2 separate regions of the Mus musculus genome follow, and region 2 is linked to region 1. A link is a contact called in public HiChIP or PLAC-seq data. All regions are on one chromosome and are shown on one strand. The core of a region is the stretch at or near the end of the contact, and the rest is flanking DNA. Distances in the headings are between cores, read along the strand shown. Region 1 overlaps Hs2st1 (heparan sulfate 2-O-sulfotransferase 1). Region 2 overlaps Selenof (selenoprotein F).

Region 1 (6,462 bases), core at 933-3,432:
GGTGAGACGGGTACTGTGAGGACAAGAGGATCCCTTAATCTTGTGGGCCAGGTAGCCCAATGCCCTCAGCGGCAGATAAAAGACCCTGTTTCAAACAAGAGCTAAGGCAAGGGCCGATGCCCAGGGTTGCTCTGACCTTCCTGCACACCATGGCATCCTATGCTTACAAGCACACGTGCCTTTAGAGAGTCTTTTGACTTGCCCGCGCTCTTGTCTTTGCTGCAGACCTTCGATGAATGTGTGGCTGAGGGCGGCTCCGACTGTGCTCCAGAGAAGCTCTGGCTTCAGATCCCGTTCTTCTGTGGCCACAGCTCAGAATGCTGGTAGGACAACAAACGAAACTAAATAATAAACTTCTTCCTTACCTCCATAACCCACATCCCATGAGCCGGGCTGGGGTAGCCAGGGCTGGATAGAGAATTATGAGAGTCCGAACCTCACCTGACATGTAAATATCTAGATTTGTTTTCTCTAAATGGTTTTAAAGGTTCACTGTCAACATGCTCTCACGGTGTGGCTTATCAACTGCAGTTATTTTTGCTTTGGAGTTCTGTTTTGCTGAATTGCAGCAGAGGATCTTAGAGGTCAGAGGTCATTTCAGAAACCTTATTTTGTCCTAAGTTTACTGCTTCAAGTAGATCAAACAAAGCCAAGAAGTATTCATCTGATTTTATTGTTAAACTTATTTTGAGTTTTTAAGTATCCAACAATACTCTTATAACGTGTGGTTGTAATCTAGTCAGCTAGTAAACACGAGGTAAGAAGGGATTTTAATTTTAAAAAAACCTTATATCCCCAGAATGTCCTGTGTCCAAGTTCTTTAAATATTTGTACTCATTTATTTATTCTAGTCGACCATTTATTTTGGGGGCTCTAAAGATGAGATCTGGAGCCTTGCACAAGCGAGGCAAGTAGTGTATCACCGGGCTGTGTGCCCGCCCTTTGGTTTCCTGAACTTGAGACGCTTGCCTCAGACTCTGCAGTGCTGGGAACAGACATGCACTGCCATACTTGGTTTATTCAATCATTTTGATAGAAAAATACAGAAACAAAATCCATTCTGAATTAGTATATTTCTTAAACTATAATGGGAACTTCAAGAGATTTCTAAATTATCTGAGCAGCGTAGATTGACAGAAAGTTTAAGGTCCTGCCTGTAGGCTGCTCCAAAGCATCTTCATAGAAAGAGAATTGGAAACGCTGGGAGAGTCTTTCAGGTTTTAGCCACTTTCTCTGAAAAGGAAACTAATTCAATGGCCCAGATATGGCAGAGAACTTGCGTTTTGTAAATAAAGCTTTATAGAGCACAGCCACTAATGCTGGTGCATTTACCATCTGCTGAGATAGCAGACTTAAACAATATGGTTTAAGCCATATCGCCTACAAAGCCTAAGACATTTACTCTCTGCCTTTTGTAGAAAAAGTTTGCCAGGCCCTGCTTTTGAATAATGAAAAGTATTGCCCAATTGAGTTTTAAATAGAGAGGATACTTCATATATTTCATACACAGCTTGGGGAGACCTTAGAAATCAACTAAGCCCTTCTTTCTCCCCGCTTTAAGGTTCTTTTGAGGTAGAATCTCTTGTAGCCCAGGCTGCCCTTGAACTTGTAACCCTCCTGTCTCCACTTCCCATGTGCCAGGATAACAGGAATGCACCACCACACCCAGTTTTTTGGCTTGTGGTTCTGACTTTGTTTTAATAGTTGAGAAAATAGAGTGAAGCCACAGCCTTGGGATCACATTGGCACTTAAAATGCAGAGCCAGAGTTAAGCGTAAAGAATGTTGGTGCTAATTAGATCCCAGAAGTACAGTCTATTTAGGGTGAAACCCGTTAACAACATTAGCTCACACTGTAAACAAAAAGATTGTAAGCAGAGCCTCTTCTTACCTACTTTCTGTTTCTCAGAATTTCAGGAAACACTAAAGCTTATGGAAAGAAAAGACATGGAGTTTACAAATTAAGATAAACAATAAACACAAATTGCTTCTACTTTACCAAAGGGGCTCTCAGAATGAGCAAAGTTTTAGAGTAGTTTTAAAACACATAGTGCACACTAAGTCAGATAAAGGACGTATGATCCAAACAAACCGTCCTTAAAGTCAGTTCATTTCCAGAACCCTTCAGGAGCGTCTGTCTGTGTGGCAGTGGGGAGAGTTAGAATCCAGGTCGCCTTCCCAGAGGTGCCCTCTAAGGGCGCTGCCGCTACTGTGCTCGCCTGCGCGCCTGCCTCCCTATTTCCTCCACAACACTTAGCAGATTTCGTGACCGAGTTTTATTCCTTTTCTGTGGTCTCAGGAATGTAGGGAGCAGATGGGCCATGGACCAGGCTAAGTCTAACCTCATTAATGAGTACTTCCTGGTGGGAGTCACCGAGGAGCTCGAGGACTTCATCATGCTGCTCGAGGCAGCTTTGCCCCGATTCTTCCGGGGCGCTACCGACCTCTACCGTACAGGTATGTGTGTGGGAGGTTGGTTTCCACGGCCCTCACTGACTTGCTCTGTGATAAAGTAGACTACGGTTCTAGAAGAGGGGTGGGGTGGGAAGGCTAAACACAAGAACAGCCATCGTGGGCTGTATTTCTGCAGTCGCTTGTCTAAGGGCACGTCCAGACCATTGTGAGTCCATCGATATTGATGGTTTTGTGTGACAGCTTACCTCAAACTCCCCTAGAGTTTGCATCTACCCTCCATTCTCCACTATTGTAGCAAATATAGGTGGTGGGAAGCTAGATAAAGGCTTTATCGGAAATTTTTTTTTTTTTTAAATAAGCAAGGGCCAGCAAGCTAGCTCAACAGTGTGAGGGCACTTGTGGCAGGAGCCCAGATATGTGATAGGAGAAAAGGACTGACTCCAGGGACGCACACACACACAACTGGACACTGGTAGTGGTGGTTGTTTAAAAATAAGTAAATGGTTCTTAGAGTGGAGAGGGTGAGAGACTCCACTTACTGAGTGGAGTCTTGCATTTACTACTTGGGCATTTTGTTGGGTCTTTTAAGGATTCACCTTGTAATGGTGCTGCCTCGGATGAGGTTAGCTTTCTGGATTTTGCTGGATTATGTTATTAATGTTATAGGGTAATGTGTTACTTGCCCTTCACATTGTCTTATTAGCAGAAACCACTTCTTCAAGTAAAGAGGCATGTCTGTGTGTGTTCTGTAAGAATTATTTATGTTTCCTGTCTTTCCATCGTAAGTAGGAAAGAAATCTCACCTTAGGAAAACCACAGAGAAGAAGCTGCCCACCAAGCAGACTATCGCGAAGCTGCAGCAGTCTGACATTTGGAAGATGGAGAATGAGTTCTATGAGTTTGCTCTGGAGCAGTTCCAGTTCATCCGAGCTCACGCTGTCCGCGAGAAAGACGGAGACCTCTACATCCTGGCCCAGAACTTTTTCTACGAAAAGATTTACCCTAAGTCGAACTGAGCGCAGGTGTGGCCAGAGCACTCCTGCCCCGGAACTTGACTGTGTCACCACCCTTCTCAGCCCCCTGCTGATGCGTGTGCGAGCTGTGAGCCACGCTGAGCTGGGGACAGACATGAATGTCAAGGAGTGAGATGCTGGCGGGCTGGCGGAGTCCTGTGGAGTTTTTAACTTTCTGGCATTTTTACTTTTTTGTTGTTTTATTTTCGTTTTCATGATAGTTATAATCTTCTCCTGGTGCAGGGACATGGGGACTTACATTGCCTAAAATACACACATGGACGTTTAGTCAGATGGCTGAATACCATTTCAGAAGAGGTTTGCATAAGCATTTCTTTGCCTCTCCTTGAATGAAGAGGAGTCTGTTTGCCACTTACCCTTCTGGAGTTTGTGCCGCCACCTCTGCTGGATAGTGCTAAAATATGTTTGGCAGTATCTGATTTATTTGTATGAATCATGTCTCACAAAGTTTATTAGAATGTTTGATCGTGTTTTCCCAGAACATTTCTGCTACAGTTGGGTTTGCCCATATTTATGTAGGCTTTATTTTATTTTATTTGATGATCATTAGTGTTAAAGAAATCAACTTAAACCATGAATAATACTGTAAGAAGGTAAAAAGTTAAAGCAGTATTCCTGACTCCTGTCACCCCAGTATCCAATATTGGAATGATATTTCTAAGAATGTGGACATTATCTGAGGCTTTCTTAAGGATTTCCACATATCAATATCAAAAAATTGAGTTTAATACTTGTTCCTTCATGGCGTATCTGTACCCCTGAACACTGGCATATTGGTGACCGCACATGGCGACTCCATCAGTGAGCTGTGATGTGGGTAGGATTTGCCTACTCTGTACTTTTACCTGTAGACTATTTTTACTACGGTGCTTTATAATGTGTTTTAAAGCATTGCATTTACAAAAGGAAAGTGCTGTAAATATTGCATATTTTATGTATTTGGACCAAAAAGTTACAAGTAAGTAGACAACAGTGGTGTTGCACCCGTTTTATTATGTCGAGTAAAGTCGTCAGACCTCCTATCCTATTCTGGTATTTCTCGTTTAACGTTACTGTTAGGATGTCACTAAAATGAGCTAACGTAGCCTTTCAAGTTTGATAGAGAACAGTGCTCACCCCTGAGGCAGTAGTGGTCATAGAAAAGGTCGTAGAGTCTGAGGGTTCCATCTCTGGTTCCAGCTCTGCTGTCACCTTCCTGCTGTGTGACGTTAGGAAGTCACCTGACCTCCCTGCCTCAGCTTCCTCATCTTGATATCAGGACACTAAGACCTTCTCTCCCTGCCTCACAGGGATGTTGTGAGGACTAAGGAAGATGGCATGGCGAAGAGCACTTTAAAACTGTGGCGTGGTGTTCAAATGTGAGGTGTTGTCACAGAAGTATCTCTAGCTGATAGTTTCATAGTCTCTATTTTAGCAACAAAAAGGGAAAATCCACTTTTAAGCTTTATGAGAAAAAAAACCCCTTCCTCTTGATATAAATTTGTGTTTGATAAATATCTTCTCAGTGTTTTATCTTCTGTGCTTAAGCAACTATTGAAGTGTGAACGGCTTATGCACTCGAGAGACTCAGACCGTCACTAGCTGAGGAGCAGGAAAGCCTTCTATAAACTTGAAGGATGTTCTTGTTTGTATCTAACTTTGTCATCCGAAAATGGTGGCTATTTTACACTTGTGCTTGTTAAAGTGTCCTTTGTAGAATTTAATTTCTCTATTAATTCTTCACCTACTCCCTCTTTACAGCCAGGATTCAGATTCCTCTCAGACACACTTTTCTAAAGGAGTAATTATTTGTATCTTTAAATGTTTCTAAACAGGACCTCATCAAACAAAGCATTTTCAACAGAAGACTTTAAAGTATTTATTGTGTAATAGGAGGAGTGAAGGACACTGTATATCAGAAAGCACTTAGGAAGATTAAAGGAACGACTGAGTCACAGGCTCCGCCGAGATGAAAGTATTAGGGGAACATAGCAACGTTTCCCTTCCCCCTCCGTCCTTTCCAGTGCAAGTTTCTAGGTCCTGCTAAAAGCAAGTTGTTTTCTTGTCCAGGCAGGCATCTGGCTGTTGAGTAAATCTGAGGTTATTCTTGAGAGTTCGCACTAAACTCTTAGGTAGTTAAGGCAGCACTTAGAACACTAACTGGGACTTTCCCTAAACTGTCCTCATAAAAGACCAGGTAATGAGTCAGGTCTCTGTACAGCTCTTACTGTTGGAAAGTCGCTGTCACAGACAGGAGAGGCAAAGGGCCGTGGTTAGAGCTTAGCAAAACCTTTATTTACAGAACAGAAGGCATACTAGATATGAACCATGAGCCGCAAGCCCTCGCTCACCCTGTGAGGGATTGTCATGGAGAAGCCCTGTCTGTGTCCGGACCACGTTCCCCAAAGAGTTCCTCTACCTCCCATGTCTCCCAGATCGTGACCCCAAGGACTGCTTTCTGACTCAGTCCCTCCCCAGCTTCCTTCTGTCTTACCTTGCTGTCAGGTGACTCGTTTTCCTAGCTCACCTGTACAGATTCGGGACATTTCTTTTATCGCTTTTTGGAGCGAATGGATTCCAAGTGTCCTTTCTGGAGACTAAGAAAAGGGTGGGCTTGCTTCTCTAAGAGTCCTGGGAGCCTGAGTCCTTAGAACATATAACTGTGTAATCAAATGAATAGAACCACTGAGACAATGTGTATTTTTTACATGTGGCAAATGCTTTTCTTTTTTTGGCCTTTGTGCTTTTTCAGTAATTTGACCTTAGAAAAAAATGGTTTTTATATGATAGTAAAGCAAAATAACCACTTTGAATTTTAACGATAATGTCAATGTGTGTGTGTGTCTATGTTTATTTCCTACAGAAGAAGAGGTAGCTTTGTGTGTTCAGCTTGTACCAACCGTCTTCTTATTGCTGAGAAATGGCCACTATTGATAAACCTTTCTGTTTTAAAATGTAGTGGGGAGGTTATGTTTTGATCTCCTCTGGCTTTAATTTCTAGTGTCACTTGAATATATCTGGTAGCAAACCTTGAA
Region 2 (5,647 bases), core at 1,500-3,999, 160 kb before region 1:
CAAAGTCCCAATGCTGAAGGCTGTTTTGTGACGTGTGATGCTCTTGGGAGGTGGTGGAGCCTTTAGGTGAGGCCTGGAGGTAATAAGTTAGATCATTGGCTGCACGCCTGGAAAGGAATGCTGGGATACCAGGCTTCCTTTTTTCTTTCCCTCCCAGCAACCACGAGATGAGCAGCACTTTGCTGGGTGTTTCCTGCCATGATACACTGCTGTGTCAGACTCTAAAGCCACAGGCCAAACACTGTGGTTCACAACACGGGAAACCGTGAGCCAAAGTCTCTTTCCTCCTAGAAGTAGAGCATCTCAGGGATTTTGTTACAGTGCAGAATGCTAATAATCATGCTTCGTCAATAAGTCCCTGCTCTTTCCCTTGAAGCTGGGCTTTGTAACCCTCTGGGGAGATGTGGAATTTCCGGCCCCATGCATTAAAGAAGGGCAGTGGCCTACAAAATAACGTGTTTATTTTGGGAGCCCACTCGACAACCTGGGAGGAAACTCAGGCTGCCTAATGGAAAGACTGATAGCTGTATGGGTTAAGGTTCTCTCTCTGAAGAGGGGCCTCATAAAACAGAGGTGATCTGCTCTCACAGGGCACTCTCACAGGACAGATAGGTGAGCATGACAATCATTTTGAGTAGGTTTTGGAGTTACTGCTTGTAGTGGTTTGAATAAGTTTGACCCCCATAGACTCATGGGTTTGAACGCTTGGCCCACAGTGAATAACACTATTAGGAGGTGTGACCTTGCTGGAATAGGTGTGGCCTTGTTGGAGTGAGGATGTCACTGTGTAGGTGGCCTTGGAGGGCTCCTGTGTCCAAGCTTTGCCCAGTGTGCAAGAGACCCTCCTCCTGGCTGCCTTCAGATCAAGATGTAGAACTCTTCTAGTGAGATGTCTGCCTGAATATTGCCATACTTCCCACCATGATGAAAATGAACTGAACCCCTGAAACTATAAACCAGCCCCAATTAAATGTTTTCTTTTATAAGAATTGCCTTGAAGTACAACCAATTTGAGTTTATCCTCGACAAGCTTAAAAATAAATGAGGCTCAGACTACTGTTATTTCATTTGGCTTTGACAATTACTAGGGAGAGGGGGTAACCCCTAATCTATTCTTCTAACTGCTGGCCTGGCTGCCTCCTCAGCACTGTACCCCAGATAACTTGCTGTTTCTCCTGGCCACGTGCTCACGGTCCATCTCCCCTCGTGGCGGCTTCCTCCTCTCCTCTCATTCTACCTCCTCCTTCTGGTCTCTCCTCACTCCTCTGGCTTTTCCACTCCCAGCCAGGTAACTCAAAACCCACCTGCCTTCAAATCCCTCCAGTAATTGGCTATAGCCAACTTTATTTAACCAATAATTTTAGATCAAGGAACAAGGTTTGCACAACAAAATCTTGTAAATGTGAGAATTCACTTATTAGCCTTTGGGTAGAGAATTTAGCATTGCAATCCATAGCGACAGACCAAACCTCAACAGTGTTTCTTCACAGCAATGGAAACCCTAACTAAGATGCTGCTGCAACAGAAACTTGGCTGTAGAGGGTTTGGCTAGGGATTCAAGTCATTGTTTATAAGCTCACATTGGGCAGGGAGAGGCAGGAAAGCCCTTCAGTCTGGGCTGTAGCCATTTTGGAGATGCTCAAGCCAGGAAGAAAGGGACCAGAATGCAGTGCGGCCAGAAGAGATCTCAGATGTGGGATGGTAAAGAAAGGGGTTCATGATTTAGATCAGACATGACCTGGGATCCTGGGTCGGAACACTGGCTGGGTGGTAGATGAGACGACTGGTGCACGCTTGTAACCAGCACCCAAGAGGCTGAGAGATTCCAAGTTCTAGGTCAGCCTGGGCTACAGATCTTCTATGGAGATCTAGATTTGAGATTCATGTTGGTGAGATGTCAAATGTCTGGAGTGACTCAGGAGGCAGTTGCAGAAAGATCAGTTGACCCCAGAAATTCAAAACCCGCCTGAACAACAAAGGGAGACCCTATCAAAAGAGCAGAGGGCCCAAGGAAGAGGGGGAACAGGCGAAATTCCCTGTTTCACAAGCTAGTAAGTATTCCAAGGGTTGCGCTTATACAAATGAACCCTGGAAACTCAATTTAACATTGATGCTTAGGTTTGTTTTCCTGCAAAGGAAACTGAGTAGTTTTAAAAAGCAAATTGGAAAAAGGATGTGCAGGACATTTGAGGATCTTAACTGAAGAGATTACCTTCCAGGCTTCTGTGATCAATGATTGAGCTTCAGTGATCAATGACTGAGCGGCAGTGATGATACCCGCTGCCTGTCCATGACCCTTATACTGAACTTGCTTTGTCATTGCCTTACTTAAGGCTTCTTGTTTTGAGAACTGGAATACAGCTAAATTGTTACCATGGCACGCACCGTCACCTTTGCCTCCTCTCCAAGGTCATTTCCCATCACTTTTCTTTCTGGGCTGTCAGACATGGTGACCGTCTTTAGGGTATGGGAAAGGCTAGACTTGGGCTGAGGAGACTGCTCAGTTGTTAAAGCACTGGCAAGCACAGGGGCCTGAGCTGGATGCCAAGTAACCTTAAAAACCAAACCAAACCAAACACCAGAAAAAAAACCCCAAAACCAAACCCAGCCAAACAAACAAAAACAGAAACAAAAAAATAAAAACCCAAACAACCCAAAAATCCTGGATGTGGTGGTGGTGTGGTTGCAAGCCCAGTGAGGGGCTACACAGGCCAGTCAGTTCACAGCAAGTGAGGCTCTGTTTCTATAAACAAAAGGTTAGGGACAAAAGGTGGGGTGGGGAAAGGTGACCTCTGGTCTGTACCAGCATCCACTTATGCACATGCATGCACACACACACACACACACACACACACACACACACACACACACTCACACTCACACTCTTACTCCCAGGTCAGAGGGGTTGTTTGTTTGTGCTGACCAGAGGGTATTTTCCATTTACTTTTTCTTGACAGCTTTTGTTTATTCTTTTAGGCTTCAGTTTGCCACCTTCTCAAAGATCCCCAGCCATATCTGTCTCCTTTGTACTTTTCTTCTATTAACTTTATTATTTTAACCGTAATTGTGTGCTTTGATTTGGGCTGTTTACAGGTTGCCTCTGAGCAGAGAGTGAATGCAATCCGTGCAGTCTCACGACTGAAGCTGGGGTCAAGGAAAAGAACAGAGTGCAGAAAAGGGGACCGCAAGATGTAAAGAAAGCCATCTTTACATCTTTACCATAGAGTGGGAAGGAAGGTCTTAACTCAACCATGGGTCCTGGTGCTGTGACCATACAATAAGGAGTATTTCCTTCAAGAAATGCCTGGAAGCTAGGCAAGTCTTAGAACTTGGAAGGTGAGGCAGGCGGATCTCTGAGTTCAAGGCCAGCCTGGCCTGGAGTGAGATTCCGAACAGCCAGGGCTACACTGAGAAACCCAGACTTGAAACAGACCCCCCACCTCCCCCACCTCAGGACATGCAGGAATTGCTGCCTTTCCAGCCGGGAATGCAAAATGGAAACAAGCCACACTGGGAATGCTAACACTTCCTCAACAAGTCAACATCAGGCCAGGAGGCTGGAGTTACATTTTGATGTTAGGGGACTTGCCTAGCATATGCAAAGCCCTGGGTTATAGCCTCAAGCAGTAATAGAGACAAACACATTTCTACTCTCATACTTACGTAAGAAAAATAAAACCCGTCACGCTCAGAACCTAACAGTATATGGTGGAGCACATACAGATTCTATCTGGTTATAAAGACACAAGACTGTTCTTGCACAGATGAACCCTGATGGGACACTGGAGTGGTGTGTGGATGGTGGAGCAGGCATGGGGAATGACTGGTAATGGGACAGGATTTCCTTCTGGAGTGTTGAAATGCAGACAATCCACCCATGGTTGTGCAGTTCTGAACATGTTAAGAGGTCACAGGATTGTGCACTGTAATGGGTGCACTTTATTAAGGGAGTTCCATTTCAGTGAAACTGCCTAGAAGCCCAGCTGACTCCCGTGTTCTGCAGTGTCAGTGAGAAGCGCCTCAGGCCTCACATCTATCAGCCTATGCACACACACCCGTCTACTCTGAGAGCACAGGGCCTCACGTCTATCAGCCTATGCACACAGGTCTACTCAGAGAGCACAGGGCCTCAGGTCTATCAGCCTATGCACACCCGTCTACTCAGAGAGCACAGGGCCTCACGTCTATCAGCCTATGCACACAGGTCTACTCAGAGAGCACAGGGCCTCACGTCTATCAGCCTATGCACACCCGTCTACTCAGAGAGCACAGGGCCTCACGTCTATCAGCCTATGCACACCCGTCTACTCAGAGAGCACAGGGCCTCACGTCTATCAGCCTATGCACACCTGTCTACTCAGAGAGCACAGGGCCTCACGTCTATCAGCCTATGCACACAGGTCTACTCAGAGAGCACAGGGCCTCACGTCTATCAGCCTATGCACACCCGTCTACTCAGAGAGCACAGGGCCTCACGTCTATCAGCCTATGCACACCCGTCTACTCAGAGAGCACAGTGCTTTTGAGTTTAGAATCGCCTTTCAGCTCCAATCTTCTCAACAGGATAAGGCAGATCTTGCTCAGAGGTCCTTATTAAAAATCTCTGCCTAATTTGGGGAGATAACAAAACAGTTAAAGTTAGCAGTAACAAAATTTTAACAGGGAGAAGAGTCACAAATATCTGTGAACTTGAATAAGCTCAACCACACACCAGGAACTGGCTATAAAACGGTGCTTTTTAGAATACAAACTCCTTAGTAATCAGTTTCTTTCTTAAAAAAGCCATTCCTTGATTTTAACTGGCCAAACCCACTTTGAACTGGCCAACTTGAAACTTGTAATTACCATGTAGGACTAAGCAGATACCCATCAGCCACAGCTCCTGGGAGGCTTGAAGCTCAGATACTGTGGGTTCAGCTTCTGTGATCTTTCTACACTTGAAGACAACAGACTTCTCAGGCCTCTTTTCAGCAATTCTCCCCCCTCGGCCCTTGCCCAGTCAGATATTCATTTAACTGGCTCTTCCTGCCCGGAAACCAGTCCAATTTATTTTCTATGTCAATGCCAGACGTTCTTTTTTGAAGTTTCATTCTTCAATACCTCTATTCTTCTGTCTGTGGTGGCAAAGTCTCTGTCCACAACCGGCTTAATCTCCCTCTTGTTCTAAAATAGCAATAACCACCGAGGAGAGGGCACATTCACCAGGACTGGAGCTGTCAAAGCGCCGCCCTCGGCATTACCGCACTGATCAAAAGGAGCGGCTTCTGCCAGAATTTCTTACTCTCTTCTCAGGAGCGTAATCATGCAGGTTTATATGCACTCTCTTACTGACTTTATAAAGACTTGATTTTAGATGTCACAGGACAAAGGACAGCTGATAATTAACAACCAACCTCTGCTTATAACAGACGGTATTAAGTTCCAAACAGTACAGCCATTTTTGTATTTTGGCTTAAAAAAGAGCTTGTATGAAAATGAAGAACATATCAAGAAACACGAAAGGACAAAGCAGACTAATTTAAAATCAAACATATTTGAAAGTTTTTATTTATATTTTGGTCCTATAAGTGAACATTCTTAAATGGAACTCTTCTGTAAGAATACTTTTAAAATAAAAATTTGCCAATTATCAGATCTACACAAGTCC

Evidence for each region. HiChIP or PLAC-seq counts read pairs in DNA pulled down with a chosen protein or histone mark.
Region 2: an H3K27ac HiChIP or PLAC-seq map of embryonic stem cells shows a contact between it and region 1, with 3 times the contacts expected there. The contact joins two enhancer-like sites. A contact is called at or near these places in 3 of 39 promoter capture datasets (the C10 cell line, liver and pre-B cells), 3 of 484 Hi-C or Micro-C datasets (the CH12 cell line and embryonic stem cells) and 1 of 115 datasets of contacts at active chromatin or transcription factors (embryonic stem cells).

Annotation. Positions count from the first base shown.
Region 1 is chr3:144,431,456-144,437,917 of GRCm38.p6, reverse strand. It overlaps Hs2st1 (heparan sulfate 2-O-sulfotransferase 1), which reads left to right. Exons shown (of 7, transcript NM_011828.4): 5 at 226-323; 6 at 2,299-2,456; 7 at 3,204-6,462. The coding sequence ends at 3,430. Among named protein-coding and RNA genes, the nearest start is that of Gm34434, 53 kb to the right of the region's middle. Within about 2 kb of position 2,182, at least 7 of the 459 cell types and tissues checked have an H3K27ac peak or open chromatin away from gene starts, as enhancers often do. A contact at or near this core is called in embryonic stem cells, where this site is marked.
Region 2 is chr3:144,597,548-144,603,194 of GRCm38.p6, reverse strand. It overlaps Selenof (selenoprotein F), which reads right to left. Exons shown (of 5, transcript NM_053102.2): 5 at 5,518-5,647. Among named protein-coding and RNA genes, the nearest start is that of Selenof, 30 kb to the right of the region's middle. Within about 2 kb of position 2,749, at least 13 of the 459 cell types and tissues checked have an H3K27ac peak or open chromatin away from gene starts, as enhancers often do. A contact at or near this core is called in embryonic stem cells, where this site is marked.